Regions from separate parts of the Mus musculus genome. Here all the other regions are linked to region 1. A link is a contact called in public HiCAR-type and promoter capture Hi-C data. All regions are on one chromosome and are shown on one strand. Each heading gives the region's core, a stretch centred on a gene start, on an enhancer-like site or on the middle of the called end of the contact. The rest is flanking DNA. Distances are from core to core; before and after follow the strand shown. Region 1 holds the start of Clec4g (C-type lectin domain family 4, member g). Region 2 holds the start of Prr36 (proline rich 36). Region 3 holds the start of Cd209f (CD209f antigen). Region 4 holds the start of Evi5l (ecotropic viral integration site 5 like). Region 5 overlaps Evi5l (ecotropic viral integration site 5 like).

Region 1 (2,700 bases), core at 3-2,502:
AAACCCAGACACTATTGCATATGCCAGCAAGATTTTGTTGGCAGGACCCTGATATAGTTGTCTCTTGTGAGGCTATGCCAGTGTCTGGCAAATTCAGAAGTGGATGCTCACAGTCATCTATTGGATGGAACGCAGGGCCCCCAATGAAGGAGCTAGAGAAAGTACCCAAGGGACTAAAGGGGTCTGCAACACTCTAGGAGGAACAACAATATGAATTAACCAGTACCCCCAGAGCTCGTGTCCCTAGCTGCATATGTAGCAGAGGATGGCCTAGTCGGCCATCATTGGGAGGACAGGCCCTTGGTCTTTCGAAAATTATATGCCCCAGTACAGGGGAATGCCAGGGCCAGGAAGCAGGAGTGGGTGGGTTGGAGAACAGGGCAGAGGGAGGGTATAGGGGACTTTTAGAGAGGAAACTAGGAAAGGGGATAGCATTTGAAATGTAAATGAAGAAAATATCCAATAAAAAATGTAACTTCAAATATATCACATTGCTTTAGGTAGTAATTACATAATTTAACAAAGGGAACCTTACAATAAACTTTTAAAAGCTTTAAAAAAGAGAGAGAGACCCTGTTTCCAAAAAAAAAAAAAGGTGGATGGGGGTCACCATGACAGCTCAATGAATAAAGGAGCTTGCTGCCAAGTTTGGCAATTTGGCTTTGATCCCAGAATCCACATGGTGTAGAGAGAAAACCAATTCTCACACGTTGTCAGGTGAATGTACATTAGAGGGATCTCTAATCCTATGCAAGAACCCAAAACACACAATATAACTAAATAAATGCAATATTTAAAAGATAAATGGTGCCTGGGTAACAACACTCCAATCTGTCCTCTGACCTCCACAATCACACACATACATACATTTACACAGAGAGAGACAGAAGGTTGAGAACCACTGGTATAAACCAAACACATATCTTCTTGGCACTGTGTGTATACATTATGTATGTCTCCTATCTGTGCATGGGTGCTGTGTTCCTGGTCTATGCCTCCATAGACACCAAAAGATGAGTCGTCACACCTTCTGTGCAGGAAACACAGCTACAATGATCAAGCCACAGAGGTTTGATCTGCCCCTCACAGTCCTAGCCTTGCCCAGCACTGCGACTGACCATTAGCTGGCTTCCTACACAAAAGTATTGAGGCCACCGACATGGAAAGGAAGGAAGGGAGGGAGGGAGGGAGATAGGATAGGGCTAGGGTGGAGACTTAAATTTATATCTCTGTCCAGGGCTGGACGCCACCACCACCATGAACACTGGTGAATACAACAAGCTGGGCAGTGCAATTGAAGAGGTCTCCAGAGGTAGGAGAAAGAGAATCACCCCATCGTCCTCCATGGGTTCTTCTGTTCTAATGTTTGCAGTTTGGGAGGGCTGGGGAGAAGAAACGGCAAAACCATACAGGAGACACCACTGTATGGACAGAACTGTGGAATGGTGGTGCCCGCAGCACAGGCATGGGGACATCACATCCTGGAGTGAGGACTTCCCAGGGTCCTAAGGGCTGGGTCCTGGGTCCTGGACTGAGAAACAGCATCACCCAAGTCTCCCCCAGAAAACCTGTGTGGGGACAGGTATCACTCCAGCCACAGACACCTTGTTACATAGATTCTGGTTACACTGGCATAAGAATTCTAAGACTGCTAAATATGCAGCTGGAGCCATGGGTCCCTCCATGTGAACTCTTTGGTTGATGGTTTAGTCCCTGGGAGCTCTGGAGGGTCTGGTTGGTTTATATTGTTGTTCTTCCTATGGGGTTGCAAACCCCTTCAGCTCCTTCTTCAGTCCTTCCTCTAACTCCTCCATCGGGATCCCCATGCTCAGTTCCGTGGTTGGCTGCAAGCATCAGCCTCTGTATTTGTCAGGCTCTGGCAGAGCCTCTCAGGAGACAGCTATTTCAAGCTCCTGTCAGCAAGCACTTCTTGGCATCTGCAATAGTGTCTGGGTTTGGTGGCTGCATATGGTAGTCTCTGGATGGCCTTTCTTTCAGTCTGTGTTCCACCTGTGAAGGCTCAGTGCCCCAATGTAGGGGAAGTCTAGGGTGGTGAGGTGGGAGTGGGCAGGTGGGTATGGGAGCACCCTCATAGAAGCAGTGGGGGGTGGAATGAGATGGGAGTTTGTGGAGGGAAACCCAGGAAGGGGGATAATATTTGAAATGTAAAAAAATAAAATAGCCAATTAAAGACTTTTTTAATTTTTAAAATTAAATTTAAAAAAATTCTAACTATGTTGTGTGGTGGTAGGAGGGTACTTAAGCTGTCTGTACCTCTGTCCTGGAGAGAGCCAGAATTTATCTGTGTTCTACTAGGGCAATTGGGACGTTGGGAGTGCTACAAACAAAGACTTTTCTTCCTGGTCTTGGCTCTGCTGGTGGCCACAGTTCTATGGGCTCTCATTCTGAGCACCCTACTGTCCAGTGGTGAGTGATGTATTTTCATGTGTACATGTCTGTGTCTGAGGGTATGCCGCGGGTGTACAAGTGCCCACAGTGGGTAGATGGCATCAGATCCCCTACAGCTGGAGTTGGAGACACTTGTGAGCCATTGCATGTGGGTGCGAGTGCTAAGAACCAAACTCAGGTTCTCTGGAACAGCATCTCTGAACCATCGCTCCACCGGAGTGATCCCTTTACAGGGACAAGTTATGCTGCCTGGCAGGTAAGGCACAAACTTGCTTCCTATGCGGTGCACCA
Region 2 (2,700 bases), core at 145-2,644, 500 kb before region 1:
GTTGCTGAGGATAGAGACCAGGACTTTTTGTATGCCACAGAAATACTCTGCCAACTGAGCTACATGGCCAGCCCTGAAAATGCTCTTAATTCTAGGTCCAGCAGACCTCATTCCAGCTGCTTGCTAGCCCTCCTTCTGAAACTTTTGAAGATGTTCCTGGACTCATTTCTTTTATCTAGTTAGCACTGTGATGAGTCAATAAACCTTAAGTAGCCCAGGCGGACCCGGAACTCAGGAGCCTTCTGCCTGTATCTCTAGAGTATTGGCTGTACAGCCCAAAATGCCAACTCAATGAGCCCATATACTTCAGAGATCCCTTACAGACCAGGGTCTTGGTTTAACATCCTCTATGGGTAAGATGCCTTATAAGGCACACCTGCCCCACTGGATCCATGAGCTGGCAAACTAAACTAAAGTGACAGCTTTTAGTTGTTCAACTGGGTTGAGATACTCAGAGTGCTCTCAGTTTCTTCATACACATTTTAGAGAGTTCTCTTTCCCTCTGTAATCGTGTTTTTTGATACTCCACAAATTCAGCTCTGCCAGGAAGTTTCTGAGGACTTGACTGCCTGTGGGCCAGCAAAGTTGAGATGCTCTGCCCCACAGAAGGCAGAGCCACCATCGTGTTTCCTATTTCTCTCCCTTTCTTTCATCCCGCTATTCTTCCTCTCTCCTCTCAACTCTGGGATCTGCTGTGCATCCTCTAAGTCCAAGAGTTTGGGGCCTGGTGAGATAGCTCAGTGGGTAAAGACACTTACGGCCAAGTCTGATCACCTGGATTCTATCTCCAGGACCCACTGGTTGTAGGAGTGAACTGAGCCCTACAAGTTGTTCTTTGACTTTTACCAGTATGCAGTGACATGTGCACAAGGACACACACACACACACACACACACACACACACACACACACACACCAAATAAAATGTAATACAAAGTAACTCCCAGGGTTCTCATTCTCCCACCAACCGTATCAGGTAAGGGCTGTGAGAAAAGTCAAAGTTACAAAATAGGTGACCTGGCACAGGTGTCGCAGGACTATCTAGCCTCCATAGTCATCAAGTGCAGGAAAAGAGGACCAGGGCACACAAAATGGCTGGATTGGTTGGTGGGCCAGAGGCACAATGATCCCGCCCTACTGGTTGCCAAGGCCCAGCCTATCCCTTGTCTAGGAGAGTGTCTGTCTCCAAGTGCTAGAGAAGGGGGGTGTCGGAGCAGGTGCAAGAGCTTGAGTAGAGGACTGTGAGGGTCTTCAAGGATTCCCCCACTGAGCCTCTCGAGTTCTGTGGTTGCTAGACACGACCATTGAAATCGGCCTCTTCTGGGGTATTACAGGGAGGCAGCACCCGCACCTCCCTCGGAGGCGCGCCTCTTTTCTTAGCCCTCTCGGCACGCTCTCGGCTCTGGACCGAGAGCGAGTGCGCGCATCCTCTACTCTCCCCACCCGAAGCTGGGGGGCGGGGCCGTGGCCAAGCTCCCTAGGCTCTGTCGCTTGAAGCCCCCTCCCCTTGCCTTTTCGCTGCTCCCCGCTACTGCTCTCCGGCCCAGCCCCACCCCAAGCGACCCTGTGTGGAGCGGCTGGTGCCCAGAGGCGGAGGTGAACGCGTGCTGTGAGCAGGTGGATCGGGCGGATCGTTGGCATAGGGGACCAGACTGGGGGAGGGGTCAGCTCTTTGTCTCCCAGAGCCCGTTCGCGGGCAACAAGGCCACTCTTTTTCTCTGTGCAGGTGCCTGTGGAACCTGAGGAAGGACGCTGGCGAAGCCCCATCGGCGTGCACACTGAGGCCCCTGAATCTGGAAGCCGGAGGCATTTCCCTGTTTGCCGGATTGGTCATTTAGGTTTTCAAGAGGCGAGGGGGTAGGGGAGTGGATGTTGTTCTTGTAATAGGGCAGAGGCGGGGTCGGGGGTCGGAGGGTGGGGACTGAACAGGGCGTCTTAGCCTTGGGGATGGAGGTAGCCGTAGGACTTGAAAGCGGCCAGGTTGGTGAGCGGGTGTGGGTGCTTAGAAGAAAAACAAATCGAGGCTCTTTAGGCTGAGGTTTAGGCACCCATGGGTGGCGATGCTAGAAGGAAGCACAGGGAGGCTTCAGGATGGTTTGTAGTGATTGGTTCAGGACCTGGGATACCAAGCCTCCTGTCTTCCTCATTAGGTGCGGTATGGACAAGAGGGATAGCGTCAAATCAGGAACTGCCCCGCGAATGCCGTCTTCACGACCCCCTGGCCTTCTGACCCCTAGGCCTCCTTCTGGGTCCGCTCGACCTCCTCCCCCTGTGACCACTGCTGCCCTTCGAGTCTTGGAAGCAAACGGAGCTATGGGGCGAAGGTCCCTGGTGGAGCGAGCCCCAGGCGTCTGCAAAGCCGCTCTTCCACAGACCAGCAAAGCCGCTCTTCCACAGACCAGCAAAGCCGCTCTTCCACAGACCAGCAAAGCAGCTCTTCCACAGACCAGCAAAGCAGCTCTTCCACAGACCACTATTCACGGGGCACCAGCGCGCAGTGCTGGGGCAGGTCCTCGTAGCCCAGGTACTCAGCTTTATTTGTGACCTCCATCTGCACTCTGCTTACCTTCTCTCTTCCTTCTTAGATACTCCTCTTTTTCAGAAGTACCACTGATTTTTGTCTTCTCCCTGAAGCCAACAGGCCCCCAGCTTCTGGGAAAGGAGAGAGGGCCCCTATGAAGACCCCTGGCCAGGGCTCTA
Region 3 (2,700 bases), core at 144-2,643, 390 kb before region 1:
ACATGTGCAAACCACAGTGAGTGTGTAGATGTCAGGGGAATACCTCAGGCATTGGTCTTCAGCTTCCATGTTCTTTGAGGCAGGGTCTTATTCCCTATTGCTGACTCCCAGCTAGCCAGTGTTGCTGATAGCCCTGAGGCTAATTATATTTGATGTTGATTCCATTCTCCTGTGAAGGGTTCTGAACAAAGACTCAGTCAGCACTCAGGCAATTTCCTGGAAACCTTTTCACCTTAATTTGTAAAATAAAGGCTAGAGCCAGTGATTGGGGACAGAGAAAGAGGGGAAGGTAGAGCTGAAGGTTTTGGGAGAAAAGGAGAGAGAGAGAGAGAGAGAGAGAGAGAGAGAGAGAGAGAGAGAGAGAGAGAGAGAGAGAAAGAGAATGACAGATGAGGAGGAAGAGGAAGAAGAAGGAGAAAGTGGAGCAGAAACACTTGGCCTGGAGAAACCGCAAGTTATAAGGGATTCATAGACAGGGAAGATGGTAGTGCAGTGGTAGATCTGCCCAATCTATGTGCACAGCATGTATTCATATTAATTGAGTTGTGTTTTCATTGCCAGGGTTTATTTGGGTTGGAGATTTACCGCAACAAGCCAGTGTACAAGTTTCCAGGGATTCTTCTGTATCTATGGCCCATCTCATTGTGGAGTGCTGGGGTTACAGATGCTAAAGCATCCAGTGTTTTTTTCCCATGGGCTCCTGGGATCAAACTCAAGTTCTCAAGCTTGCATGGCAAGCACTTTACCCACTGAGCTATCTCTCTAGTTCAATGTCTGTAAATCTCACGTGATAACATCACTAGACTACATGATATTTTACTTAAGTACTGGATTAAACCTCACCCTGAAAATTCACAGCATGGACACTTTTTTTTTTTCTTATTCTCTCTCCTTTTCCTCTTTATTTCTTTCTTCTTCTTCTCTTCATGGCCTCTAACAGTCTAACTTGCTATGTAACCTTGAAACAACCTTGAACTTTTGATCCTTCTGTTTCTATCTCACACTTTATGAGATGAGAGTTACACACCAGTTTCTATAGTGCTTGGGATTTGAAACCAGGGCCTTGTGTATGCTGGTCAAGAACTCTAATAACTGAGTCAGAGCCCCAGTTCCTCAGGGCTCCATTGCACAGCTGAGTAAACCAACTCCCATTACTAGATATAGCTTGGAGCAAGGACATTGTCATAAAAATATACAGCAAAACTCCTGGCCCAGACTGGCACCTTTTTAGCTGTGTAAAGCAATGTCTCTCTCCCCATGTCTCTTTTCCGGGGTGAGGGTGTCCCCATCCTGTTCCCTTTTTTTCCCCTGAGTCAGAGAAGAATCGACCTCACAGAGGGTGCTGCAGAGGGCCATGGGGTTATATAAATCCCAGGGCAGAGGGAAGGTGGAGAGGAGGGAGTCAAGAGAAGCAGAGGATGGCAGGAGAGCCAGAGTTCCATCAGTCAAAGAATCATGGTGAGGCTGGGTACCAACTAGGGGAAGCAGGGTCCAGGATCCAGGATCCAGGATCCAGAGAGATCTGGTCCTGGCCTCCAGCTTGGGAGAGGTGGTGATGAGGGAGGTGGCTGAGCTTTGAAGGTCAGCTGCGTATCTTCTGCCCCATTCAGAGGAGGAGGTCACATCTGGAGAGCAGGGATTTGCTGAGCATGACCCCGAGGGTCTCATTTGCAGCTCCAAGAGTTTACAAGGTACCAGGATGACTCAGGGGCAGAGGTGTCAGGGATTCTCTGCAGAAGGAACACGGCAGAGCAGGATCTGCTCCCTGGGAGCTCAGCTCTGCCCATCTGTCGGTTGTGCAGGGCATCTGACCCAAGTCCCCTGGCTTCTGCTGCTTCTCATCTCTTTGGGCCTCTTTTTGCTTATGTTGGCCACCCTGGTTCAAGGTAAGTCAGAGCAGGGCTGGGAGAGGGTGACAGGAGTACAGAATGCTTTTAGGTTGACTTGTTTGCTTTTTTTTGGGGGGGGGAGGGGAGTTCTGTTTTTATTTTATTTATTATTTTATTTTTGCACTTGTTAAGCAAGAACTCCAGCATGGGACAGTAGCTGAGCTCTTAGATTTTCCCTCTGTGGTGATCATTGCCTAGCCCCAAATTCACCACAGCTGGGACATCTAAAGTCCACATCCCTCCTTTCATCTGTGACCACCAGCAGCTTACTGTCCTTCTCTGAAATGGGGATCATCTTTCCCTTGCAACTGAACTTGGCACAGCCAGGTACTGTCATGTTCATAAGAGGGCATGGGTGTGCTCTTCTCTCTTGCAGTCTCCAGGATTCGTGCATACTCACAGGGACAGACCCAGGATCAGCAGGGTAGCTCCAGCTTGGACAAGGGTAACTGGGGCTCTAGGTGGGAGAGGACTCTGAGGTTGTACGAGGCGGGTAACCATGGGCACAGGCGTGCTGGATGCATGGCATGATGGGGGAGGCCAGAGACCTGTTGGGCCTAACAGAGTCTGAGACTCAGTGCTGTGGTCTGTGAAATGGGGTCCTGGGGTCAATATGACCACCAGTGTGATTTCATGGGTCCAGCTCTGGAGCAGGCACGCAGTTGATGCTTAATTGTTGCCAACCTCTCCTTGTAGTTGCCGTTCCTCGGGAGCAGACACACTCCGGCTTGGAGCAGATCCAGCAGATTCAGCAGCAGCTGACTCAGTTCAACGCCTCGCTGGGTGAGACTCCAAGGCCTGAGTTAGGACA
Region 4 (2,700 bases), core at 161-2,660, 450 kb before region 1:
AAAGAATGTCCTTCCTATTAAAAAGGATAAGAAAGAGAGAGGGGGGGGAGAGATTTGTGGTAGGTAGATCTTAGGCCCTGACACGCCCTGGAGTCCCAACTCAAAGAGAATGGGGTGGAAGGGACAGGCTAGGTGCTGGGGACAGAGCTTGCCACCTCACAATCTTCTGTCTTTTGTCTGAGTTAGGAGGTCTGTTGAGGGTACTGGGCTCAAGAAGGTGTATAGAAGTTCTCATGTGTGTGTGTGTGTGTGTGTGTGTGTGTGTGAGAGAGAGAGAGAGAGAGAGAGAGAGAGATGGGGGGGGGAGAGCACTCATGGGCCTGGGTCTGGGTTGGGCCCTTAGGTTCCTGTATATTTAGGGGTATCTAAATGACCCCACTCTGTATCAGAAAGATGGATGGGGAGGGTGTGTCTATGGGGGATGGGATTCAGCACTATCTTTTGGTCTTTTGGGAAGTCCTGAGTGTTCATTTCTTCAGGAAGATGCCATCTAGATGGCTCAAGATCAGCAACAGTGTATAGTCTTCTCAGAAGACTAGAAGTGATGTTTTTTTTGTTTTTGTTTTTATTGGAGCCCTTGAGCAGGAGGGGTGCCAAGTGAGCAGGCTGAGCTGATGTCTCTGGATTCAGTTGGGAATCTTTCCGTTTAAGAGGTGAGGCATGGGTTTCTGTGGAGTCAGAAAGAAAGAGTATAGGGCTCTGATCTTGGTCTCCTTGGAGAGGATGAGGGTGTAGGCCAGACACAGAAGACAGGAAGCCAAGTGGGAGGTTTAGGGGGATGTAAAGGCAAGAGATGTGCAGATGGGAGGGGTCCTGGGACTCGGGGTGGTGGTGGTGGTGGTTGTGGATTGGAAAGGAGACGCTCATGGTGTGTGTGTGTGGGGGGGGGCAGGTCTGCAGACTGGGGGATGGGGAAGCCCTGGACAGATTCTAACAGAGGAGTCTTGGGAAAGATGTACAGAGGTCCTGAGCCTGTGGGGGACGTCGCGAAGAGACACTGGGTCTTAGGAGCCCTGGGAGGGATCCTGAGGGGATCGGGAAGGAGGGTGGGCGGAGGCCGGAGTTCCAGGGTCCGGGACTGGGAATGCCAAGGCTCCCAGCGTGGATTCTGGAGGCGAGGCGACCCCAGGTCACGCTCCTGGTTTGGCTTCCCCGCGGGGCCCCGCAGCACTGACGCCCCCAAGGAGAAGAGGCCCGGTTCGGGCCGCCCTACCTGCGCCGAGAGCGCCTCCATCGCCGCGCCGAGCCTCGCTGTCCCTGCGCTGTGTCGTCCGATGCCCCGACCCACGGTCACGTCTGCTCGAGGGTCCCGCAAACCCCGCGGCCCGGCCCCTTTCAATCAGCCACCCCCGGGGACCGCGGCCGTCGCTGGCTCCGCCACTGCCATTTCACCCGCTGACAGGAGCCGCTGCCCCGCCCCCCGCCCCCCAGCCCAGTCAACCAATTCACCGCCCCCTTAGGCCTTTGGCTCCGCCCACTGTAGAAGAATGACATAAGACCTGACCAATCCATAGCCACCCCGTGAGGCGGACCCTGGCTACGGTTCTCTGAGGAGAGGAGCGAATTGAAATGAGAGAATCTGTGATGGACATCTAATTTTACCTATCAAAATAAGTAATAATATTGATCGACACCTAAACTACTAATAGTGATGGGCGAGAGGTGTGCCTCGGAAGGAAAGCTGAGGCCTTGAGCAACCCTTAGCTGAAAGCACTAAGCCCCGCCCAGAGCTGGAATTCTACCCAATCATGAGAGGTTCTGAGCCGTCCATTACTATCTGCTCTTCAAACCTCGTCCCTGGTAACTGTTGAGATGGGAGGGGTGTGCTGTGAAAGAGATCCTGACTTCTAAGCAGTCAGCGACACTGATGGAAGGCGGGCTCTTGTATTTGACCAATGGAGTCGTGAGACTGGGAATGAGGTTGGCGTCCTGGGCGGTAGGACTTAAGGCCATGGGCTGAATGAAATGGAGGAGTTAATGAGGAGGCGTGTCTCGGTGCAAGGATAGGCGGGACCAGACAAGGGCCGGGCTCCTGGCTTGGGTTTTAGATCGGGCGTATGCAGAAGGCCTCTCTTCAGAGCCAGCATCTCTGTGGTGGCCGGGTGGTTAGGTCAGGTCCTACCCTTGCTGGGTGAATCTGGCATCAAAACGCCGATTGCATCCTTCATTTGCCCCAACCATTATCTCTCCTGGGACGGGGCGGGGCGGGGCGGGGATGGGGTATAGAGCGGCGGAGGGGGTGTCAGGTCTCCTTTGGGTCCAGAGCCGCACACGTGAGAGCTGCTTTAAAGGCTTGAAGAATGAATGAATGAATGGGACCTTGGTTCTTTTGCCGACTCCCCCTTGTCCTCGTTTTTTTCCTCCTCCCCTTTCTCCTTCCACTTTGTTTTTATTTTTTTTTTATTTTAATTTTTGAGACAGAGTCTATTGTAGTCTTAGGATGACCTCAAAATTTTCTGTGTAGCAGAGGGTGACTTTGAACTCCAGATCCTCCCACTTTTCACCTTCCACTCACCACCTTGGCCAGATCCTAGATTCTTTTAATAAGTAAGTGAGGGCAGAGAGCATGTATGACCCATCATTGACAGCTACAAGACTTGAGAAGAGGATGACTCCAGGGTGTGGGTTATGGGCCTTGGACAGGGTGGGGCAAGGAAGGATGTGTCATAGAAGGAAAGCTGAGATCATAGGTTCAGCAGG
Region 5 (2,700 bases), core at 37-2,536, 480 kb before region 1:
TCCTGGAAGCTGCCCCTCCATGCAAGTTGCTCTTGCCCCCAGAATGGCAGTGGCCAGGAAAAAGGTGGTTACTGGCTGTCTTGTGCAGGGACGCGGGAAGGGCCTGGGTTGGAGAGTGCAGAGGTATATGGAAAAGCTACAGTACCTGGATTAACCTATCAGCCAAGGCCGCGCTCTCCTACCAGGCGAAGGGGGTTCCCAGCAACGGGGGAAGGAGGCAGAGCAGAAGGCAGGGGATAGGAGAGGGGGAGAGACAGACAAGAACCACTTGTCACTAAACGCAGTGGGCTATCTCTAGAAGCAGGGGATAGAAAAGTGAAGACCAGAGAACCAGCGGAAGAGGGCCCAGAGAAAGACCAAAGCCAGAACCAACTCTGTCCTGGAGGGGGGTTCATGTGAGTGGGGAGGCTGGGGTGCACGAGGCTGAGAAAACTCAGCAGCAGGAATGTCTCTTCACTGTGTGTGAGGAGGAGATCCCAGAGAGGGCTGGGACAGGGGATGCATTTTAATCTTGAGAGAAAACAAGAATTGAGGTTTTGGTGTGGTAATAACATCCTGTCCATGACCTACTGCTTCCTTGTGGTCAGCAAATAGTCAAATGAGGAACACTAAGGAACAGGAGGTAGGGCCCAGAGTCATGCTAAGTTACCCAAACCACCCCATCCATAACCTAGTCCATGCCTCTCTACCTCAAGGGATGAGCCCCCCCCCCCCTCCCCGTCTGTCTTCCTTCCTTCCTAGGATGAAACTTACAAATTACAGGTTGGGATTGCTTGTGGCCCAGTGATGGAGCTTGCTCTCCCACCCATGCAGTTTGTGATTGCCATCCACTGAGTTGTAATTTAGCTGTAACCCTAGGGCTGAGTTGAGATCCAGAGTGGGATGATGTCTTCTGAGAACCCCTAACAACAGGGCAGCTCAGATCTCCGTGGAGTTAGGGGAGGCTGAGGGAAAGGCCACTCAGATATTTTTTTGAGACGGGGTCTCATGTGGCTGAGATTAGCTGGCCTTGAATTCTTAATCCTCCTGTCTCCTCTTCCTATATGCTGATATTACAAGAGTACCACCACTATGCCTGCCCTGCCTATGCTCCTTAACTCGGCTAGATCGGGACAGAGCAATGCCCTCAGCCTTAATAGCTGCCAGTGTTTTGGATTTGGAACCCAACAGCTGGTACCCACACTCCTTACCTTCTCTAGGGTCTCAATCCGCTGTTTGAGCAGCCGGTTCTCTGTTCGAAGCCTCTACAGAGGAAGAAGAAGAGCACTTCAGAGCCCCCCTCCCCCACAAGCACTTTAGGCCCTTAATCTCCACTGACCAACCACAGAGGTCAAGGAAGGTCCTCAGAGGGTGCTTATGTTCTGGGCCAGAAATTTCAGAAAATGAGGCACATGACTGTCTAAATGGTTTATTAAAAATACCGAGGCCCTATAAGATGGCTCACTGGATAAAGGTGCCTGCTGCCAAGCTTGACTTCCTACCTTAGATGCCCAGGATTCATGTGGTAGAAGAGAACTAACTCCTACCAGTTGTCCTCTGACATTCCATATGCATGTCATTCCACACTCACCCGCATACACAAAATAAAACACATTTTAAAAGTTAAAATGAAACTGTTTTGGTGCTAGGAATATTGTTCAGTTGGTAGAGTGCTTTTGTAGCACACATAAAAAGCCCTTACTTTGCAAAAACCTGGCTTGGGGCACATGCCTGTAATCCTAGTACTTGGGAGGCAGAGGCAGGAGGATCATAAATTCAAGGTCATCCTTAGCTATTGGACTGGAGGTCAGCCTGGTCTATATGAGATTCTGTCTCAAAATGCTTTTATTTTCATTTGAATTACGGGGTTTCTCTGTAAAGCCCTGGCTGTCCTGGAACTCACTCTGTAGATCAGGGTGGCCTTAAACTCAGAGGTCATCCTGCCTCTGCTGTAGGGGTGGTTCTGATGCTAATTTCCTGTTCACCAATTGGTTCTTGATCTATCAGTAAAGATGCCATGGGGCAATGCTGGGCGGAAGGATAGTCAGGACTTCTGGGGAAGCAGGCAAGCTGGCAGACGCAGGAGTTTGCCCTGCTTTGGAGAGAAAAAAACAAAAACCAAAAACCAAAAACAAAAAAAAACCAAAAAACAAACCAAGCAGCCATGTGAGATCTTGGGAGGAATGGCCTGTGGTTGCTCTCTCCAGGTGGGAGGGTGAGATGTTGAGCGGGGTCTAAAAAAACTGAACAGCTAAGGTTGAGGTTAGATTGAGGATGCTGAGCTAAGAGCACTGGGGAGGGCATACTAGCCTCGGGAGATTAATAATGCCCAGCAATTGAGCCGATAAGTCAAGTTGAAATTGAGCAATGAGTGTGTGTCTGTGTTTTTCATCCACAGATTCAATATTCTCTGGTGCCAGAGCTTAGGTGGGGTAGCAAAAGCTATACAAAATCCTCTGCCTCCTGAGTCCTAGGATTAAAGGCTTGTACCACCACTGCCTGGCTCAAAATTATTAAAAACAAACAAACAAACAAACAACCCACAAGAAAACCTGAGCTGGGTGTGTTGTTGAATGCCTTTAATTCCAGCACTCAGGAGGCAGAGGCAGGGGGATCTCTGTGAGTCTGAGACCAGCCTGGTCTACAAAGCAAGACCCAGGACAGCCAGAGATACACAAAGACACCCTGTCTAAAAGTATAAAAATAAAAAAAACCCTTCAG

What was found. Promoter capture Hi-C pulls out the DNA fragments that hold promoters and counts their contacts. HiCAR-type assays count read pairs that join an accessible place to other places. Capture Hi-C pulls out chosen DNA fragments and counts their contacts.
Region 2: a contact with region 1 is called in a promoter capture Hi-C map of liver. The contact joins the promoter of Prr36 here to the promoter of Clec4g in region 1. A contact is called at or near these places in 9 of 39 promoter capture datasets (the C10 cell line, the HPC-7 cell line, cranial neural crest and 5 more), 2 of 484 Hi-C or Micro-C datasets (LSK cells and embryonic fibroblasts), 1 of 115 datasets of contacts at active chromatin or transcription factors (embryonic stem cells) and 1 of 9 other capture datasets (liver).
Region 3: a promoter capture Hi-C map of the HPC-7 cell line shows a contact between it and region 1. The contact joins the promoter of Cd209f here to the promoter of Clec4g in region 1. A contact is called at or near these places in 15 of 39 promoter capture datasets (the 3T3-L1 cell line, the C10 cell line, the HPC-7 cell line and 11 more), 1 of 15 datasets of contacts at CTCF or cohesin (embryonic stem cells), 1 of 484 Hi-C or Micro-C datasets (embryonic stem cells), 1 of 115 datasets of contacts at active chromatin or transcription factors (embryonic stem cells) and 3 of 9 other capture datasets (embryonic stem cells, liver and pancreatic islet).
Region 4: a contact with region 1 is called in a HiCAR-type map of embryonic stem cells, with 6 times the contacts expected there. The contact joins the promoter of Evi5l here to the promoter of Clec4g in region 1. A contact is called at or near these places in 15 of 39 promoter capture datasets (the 3T3-L1 cell line, the C10 cell line, the HPC-7 cell line and 8 more), 2 of 484 Hi-C or Micro-C datasets (the HPC-5 cell line and LSK cells), 5 of 115 datasets of contacts at active chromatin or transcription factors (bone marrow-derived macrophages, embryonic stem cells, large pre-B cells and 1 more) and 1 of 9 other capture datasets (adipose tissue).
Region 5: a contact with region 1 is called in a promoter capture Hi-C map of embryonic stem cells. The contact joins the enhancer-like site here to the promoter of Clec4g in region 1. A contact is called at or near these places in 8 of 39 promoter capture datasets (the C10 cell line, the HPC-7 cell line, cranial neural crest and 4 more), 1 of 15 datasets of contacts at CTCF or cohesin (embryonic stem cells), 5 of 484 Hi-C or Micro-C datasets (embryonic fibroblasts, embryonic stem cells and erythroblasts), 1 of 115 datasets of contacts at active chromatin or transcription factors (embryonic stem cells) and 1 of 9 other capture datasets (embryonic stem cells).

The regions. Positions count from the first base shown.
Region 1 is chr8:3,719,203-3,721,902 of GRCm38.p6, reverse strand. It overlaps Clec4g (C-type lectin domain family 4, member g), which reads left to right and starts at 1,252. Exons shown (of 9, transcript NM_029465.3): 1 at 1,252-1,312; 2 at 2,317-2,427. The coding sequence starts at 1,258. The region is part of intron 4 of Gm16553 (a long non-coding RNA gene); the gene reads right to left.
Region 2 is chr8:4,216,006-4,218,705 of GRCm38.p6, reverse strand. It overlaps Prr36 (proline rich 36), which reads left to right and starts at 1,394. Exons shown (of 7, transcript NM_207203.2): 1 at 1,394-1,617; 2 at 1,727-1,838; 3 at 2,151-2,524; 4 at 2,635-2,700. The coding sequence starts at 2,158.
Region 3 is chr8:4,104,457-4,107,156 of GRCm38.p6, reverse strand. Cd209f (CD209f antigen) reads left to right here and starts at 1,393. Exons shown (of 8, transcript NM_026956.2): 1 at 1,393-1,458; 2 at 1,611-1,691; 3 at 1,803-1,886; 4 at 2,266-2,334; 5 at 2,586-2,672. The coding sequence starts at 1,419.
Region 4 is chr8:4,165,277-4,167,976 of GRCm38.p6, reverse strand. It overlaps Evi5l (ecotropic viral integration site 5 like), which reads right to left and starts at 1,410. Exons shown (of 20, transcript NM_001346730.2): 1 at 1,214-1,410. All of the region lies in intron 4 of 4932443L11Rik (a long non-coding RNA gene), which reads left to right.
Region 5 is chr8:4,199,412-4,202,111 of GRCm38.p6, reverse strand. It overlaps Evi5l (ecotropic viral integration site 5 like), which reads right to left. Exons shown (of 20, transcript NM_001346730.2): 11 at 1,191-1,244; 12 at 146-178. Among named protein-coding and RNA genes, the nearest start is that of Prr36, 17 kb to the left of the region's middle. Within about 2 kb of position 1,286, at least 11 of the 459 cell types and tissues checked have an H3K27ac peak or open chromatin away from gene starts, as enhancers often do.